Linked DNA regions of Triticum aestivum: region 1 is linked to region 2. The links are chromatin contacts, called in public Hi-C maps. All regions are on one chromosome and are shown on one strand. The core of a region is the stretch at or near the end of the contact, and the rest is flanking DNA. Distances in the headings are between cores, read along the strand shown.

Region 1 (2,700 bases), core at 112-2,611, 320 kb before region 2:
GGAGCTCGGGAGCACCAGGGGTATTTGTTGTACGTGCGCGCTAGCACTCCTGTGGATTGTTAACAAATTTTCTGAACAATTGCCATGAAATACTGACTGTGATCACTTGCAACCCCTTCATGTTACGGACAACAAACATGACAGAAGTGACACAGTTCATAACAGACAAACAAAGATGATGCTAAAGCTGAGTAGGACAGCCCGGTTCTATCATGACAGAAGTGACACAGTTCATAACAGACAAACAAAGATGATGCTAAAGCTGAGTAGGACAGCCCGGTTCTATCATATACTCCCATCCGTTCCTAGATATTTTTCTTTCTCGATAATCCATTTGAACACTCTCACACACAACCAACAAATGACTAAATACGAAGCAAAATAAGTAAATCTACACTCTAAAATATGTTATATACATCCGTATGTGGTAATCCATTTAGACACACAATCAAAATATTATAGATGATCAGGCGCTCGGGCACAAAAGCACTCTGTTCACTTACACAAGGATATCCCCCGGTATTGAAAGGTGGATTGGGGATTACACATCTTATTGGCTGGGTACCCCCCCTCCATCCTTGTTTTGATTTCTTCCCCTCCATCTCCTGCTTTTTCACTACTTCTATCTAAAAACTGCCTCGGTAAGCCCACGTCTTATTGGCTTAGCAATAAAATCCTATTCTTTAAAACCAATAAAATCATTTTTTTTGTATGCTGTCACAGTAACAATAAAATGATAAGTAAATCATCGTGATTGAGTACACAATCTTATTAAAATTATACAAATAATGAATGCGCAGTTATTTGTTTGTCCCGTTCCAATGACCGAGTAGTAGTAAGAGTGATAGACGTATACCGCTGAAACACACAAATTAAAAAAGAAATATTCTTCCTTCGTTGATTAGAAAAATCCGAGATACTATTATTTTTCTTGAACATCAGTACAGACACAAACGCTCATATATACACGCATACACTCATCTCTATGAACGCATACACGCACATCCTATCCCTATGAGCACATTCAAGAGACTGAACCGGCATATCATCTTGAGATTTTACGAAGTCAGCGTAGGCGACTCGTATTCCAAGGAAACCGTCTCTCCCACTAAACGCACATCGCCGGAAATCCTGAAATAAATCCAGGATAAATGCGAGCACCAGAATTTGAACTCTGGTGTTTTTTTAAGGAAGATCTGAACTCTGGCGGCTGGGGATACCACTGTTCATCTAACCATCCAATCACAGATTGGTTGAAAAAAAAATCGAAGATACTAGCAGGCAACGCTACGTCTGTAACACGAGCTATCTGTACGGTACTAGTACAACGCCAGGTACACAAGGGGATCGCATCGACGGAGGGTACGAGCGCCTTTCCGTTTGCTTTTGACGAGGGAACCGCGAGCAGCCAAGGCGTGCGGCTGGCTCCTCGCCGCGATCTCTCTCCGGTCGCCTTGATCGTGCCGGCCATGGCGGAATCCGCCCAATCCCGCGGTAAGCTAGCTCCTCCTCGCCTCGGCCTCTTAATTTGTTATCAGCTGATCCTCGAGTCATGTAGGCATTGTCGTCGAATTTGGAGGGTTTCCTCCTCCTACAAACGTGGGTGTGGATTTGACCTTGCGACCTAGTGATTCCAAAAACTGTTGATGCCATTGCCCAAGAGCTGAAACTTCTGGATCTCGGTCATGTCGCGGCAGGGTGCCGTAATCTCGATGTCATTATTCTCAAGGGACCAATTGTCTGTTCCCAATCATAACCCCTCACTGTATTTCAGGCGACTCGGGTTCTTCGGCAGTTAAACGGAAGTGCCCACCCTGCCAACAAGATGACGGCGACGACGACCGCACCGGTTCAAACTCTCACAATGGAATCAGCTCATGGAACAGCCTTTCCGAGGTACCTACTATACCTCCTTTCGCTACTGTAAGATGTTTTGGATATTTCAAAATAGACTAAATATGGACTGAAATAAGCAAACAGACACACTAAAACGTATTTATATACACTCAATTCAGAAAAAAGTTAGAACATCTTATCATTTGGGACGAAGGGAGTAATAGTTTGCTTTGACTGTATATTATGCTCCCAGACTATTCCAGTTCTGTTCGGTCAAAGGAATTGCAACATCGTTTCTCTTCTGAATTAGACCTTGTTAGTGAGGTGCCAAATATTCAGACGGATGTCAAGCTTGCTTTTATTTCAGTTGGTTAACCACACCAAGTTTGTGTTCCAGAAAAGAATGTTGCACTATTAGCCTAGTGATGCCATTGTCCTACTGTAGAAGTAAACATGCATCATCTCTAACCAGCTACTGACCAGTCATGTTCTAGTCCACTTTCTTAACACAAGGTTATAGTGCCACTACATATGGATCGTTTTTTTTTGCCCCACTACTGGTTATTGACGCCATCGTTCTGATATTATGATGCCAATGCGCTGATCGCCTCCCTTGCTTCTGCCTGCAGGATGTCGTGCATCATATACATGGCCTAATGCCGCTGCGAGACGCAGCACGTGCTGCGTGCGTGTGTCGATCATTTCGACGTTCCTGGAGACACTATCCTAACCTCACCTTCGGCATGAAAGAACTGGGCTTGATTGGAAAAGCAGCCACAGTGGACGAAGGAGCAATGGATCTTCTAAGCAGAACTGACCATATCTTTGGAAATCATTCAGGCATCGGAGTGAAGACGCTTGAGC
Region 2 (2,700 bases), core at 111-2,610:
AACCGAACCCGACCACCTCCGATGGCATGTATATGCGAAGGAAGGAGAGGCATGGCCGCATCCCACGTTGGTTCCATCGGCGATGAGGGGGATGGCCAGGATACTTCGGTAGCTCGGTGAAAAAAAATCCTTTGAAAGTTCCAATGTACCTTTTTATATTTTTCTTGCCAATCAAGCACTATTACCTTTATTTGCTCGTTTCTTGTGACGTATCCAAACGATTCTCCTCAACAAATGATGTTTTTGGTTTTTTGGTACAATCTAGCATGTTGACGTTTCGATATTTTTTCTTCTATTCATATGTTTTCAAAATAGTGGGTACATATGAGTTCCTTCGTTACTCTTGGGCGCTCTTGTCTTCTTGTGTTCGCCTCTGTGTCTCACACCCAAGAACGCTTGGAACGTGTTTGGTTCAAACTTTTGTTACTCGTCATTCAGTTACATTGTTACCCGATTCTCGTGAACATGTTTGGTTATACTGGACCGTAAATGGGTACCACACAAACTAGCACGGCCCTACTCAAGCCCAGATTCCCCCACCCCCCACCATAAATAGACCGCTTTACTGGACAAGGGTGAGAGCGAACCCAGGACTGCTCGAGAAAACCCTTCGCCGCCGACCCCGTCCTGCATCTGTCCCAATTCTTCTTCTTCGTCTAGGGGCTACTACTCGCCGAGGCCCCGATTTCCCATCCAAGTTTCTCCATGTCACGCCCACCTCGTCATGGGAAGAGCAACGCCGAGGCGGGAAGAGCAGCGGCGGCCGCCCTTTCCCTTCATAGACAGGTGGTGCTGGCGTTGGATGCCCCTGGAGCCCAGATCTCCCCCTACTCCACAAGCAACCCGCCACGGAGGAGCAAGGACGATGTTGTGCAAGTAGCGGCGGCAACGGCCGATTCCATCAGGTAGCCTTTTTTTTCATGGATCCAAATTTCGATCTTCGTGATTTCTACTGCATGCGCGTGATGTGCTTCAAATTCCGAGTGCTGAGATTTCTGCTTAATGCTTGTAGTTTTTTTTATAAAAGAAGTTCAAATCTAAAGATTTTTTTTATGATTTTCAAAGTTTAGCACACGTCTATTGTACAGCGGGGACGAAAGCTGGAAAAAGAACATTAATGTATTCGATAACAAATTGCCAATTTAAACAAAATAGAGTAAAGAATGCGCGCATACACCACGCTGTCACTTTACTCTTCACCATTTACGTCGTTTCCTTTTTTTTTTTACCTTACCATTTACGAGTACGCCGTTGGAAACGCGACCTCACCCCGGTGCTGCCAGTCTGACCAGAAGGGCCCATCAAATTCGTAGAGGGTCAAAGCGAGTTCCCAGTTGACTCCCAGACTTTCCTTCACTCCCCCCTGGCCATCCCCACCGCCCCCCGCGACAGCGCCCCCCTCATCTCCCTCCGCCGAAGCTCGCCACCCCCGAGAAATTTCTCCCCATCAGCCCCGCCGTCGGCTTCTTCTCCCCCGTGGCACTGGACTGGAGTGGAGTTGGCACCCCTCCGGGCTCGATTCGGTAGGTTTGCTGGTGACGAACCCTAACCGGCTCGCGTTCTGTTCGCGGTAATCCGAGTGTTCATTTTTTCTCCAACGCGTTCAGTTTCTTGCGGGCTCGCGTGGCGGCTAACCTTCTTCCAGGAGGTTCCGGCGGCGTTTGGCCGCGCACTGAGGAACCATGCTCAACGTCAAGACCGAACCTGCAACTGCAATGGATGCAGTGGGGTGAGTCAATTTTGCCTTTTAATAATGTCTGAAAGCGGCAATGTTCTTTGTGCACAACGGGAGGAGCACACCATTCAGTTTTATGGTTTTCCTCCAAGTTTGCTTTTCCACTTCAGCATATGGAGTTCTCTAGAGAACACGAAAGATGCCATTGTAGACTTCACGATTATGCGCTTTATGTTTTGTTCAATTTTGATCCTTCAGAATTCATATGTACATAAACAATTGTACATAAACCCATGCTGGAGAAGTTAATTTTTAGTACAATTTTGACTAGGTAGGAGTAACATGCTGAATGAGGATAGAATACATTGCTGTCGGTTGTAACGAGTGTCTGTCAGCCGTTGGACGCCGTTTTATTCGTGGCCGGTTGTTTCGGCCTACTCTTAGGCTTCTAATTAATATTCGTTCTTCAATGCATTGAGACGCAAGCTCTGCTTTTTCTCGATGCCTGACAATAAATTGTAAGTGCAAATTAGTTTGAACACAAGACCAAAGGCTGCAGTTCCATAAATATAGTACCTGGAACCAAGTTGTTAGCAATATAGTAGTGAAGTTGAATCTATCTTATGAAAAAGGACAGCCTGCATTTTTGCTCACAAATACCATTCCGTAGGTCTGTGCTGGACTAAGTTTCGAGTGATCCAGGATGTTACGCTTTACTATCATTTGAAATGGCATATCGCTTCTTTTTTGCAAGTGGAAGTGCCATACTACTTCTTTTGCGAGAAGAAGTGGCATATAACTTTAGGGCTAGAATAATAAGGCAAAACAATGACAGAATGAAGGAGGCTTTGGTTCTTATGTTTCCGACAGTCATGTATTTTCTTTATATCCTAATTAACCTGAACATGCCACCTCTATTCCATCTAATATTTTCTTTGCCGTAAATATTTGAACCTTTTCTATCGGGAATCTTGTACCATTGAAAGTTTGAGACAAACTAAATACACATGGGCTTCGGAAAAGAC

The links. Hi-C and Micro-C count contacts between places; a contact is called where the count stands out from the background.
Region 1: a Hi-C map of leaf shows a contact between it and region 2, with 3 times the contacts expected there. The contact joins the promoter of LOC123112288 here to the promoter of LOC123112284 in region 2. A contact is called at or near these places in 2 of 5 Hi-C or Micro-C datasets (both in leaf).

The regions. Positions count from the first base shown.
Region 1 is chr5B:433,940,649-433,943,348 of IWGSC CS RefSeq v2.1, reverse strand. LOC123112288 reads left to right here and starts at 1,361. Exons shown (of 5, transcript XM_044533240.1): 1 at 1,361-1,494; 2 at 1,775-1,896; 3 at 2,466-2,700. The coding sequence starts at 1,470.
Region 2 is chr5B:433,621,232-433,623,931 of IWGSC CS RefSeq v2.1, reverse strand. It overlaps LOC123112284, which reads left to right and starts at 1,360. Exons shown (of 5, transcript XM_044533236.1): 1 at 1,360-1,523; 2 at 1,608-1,729. The coding sequence starts at 1,683.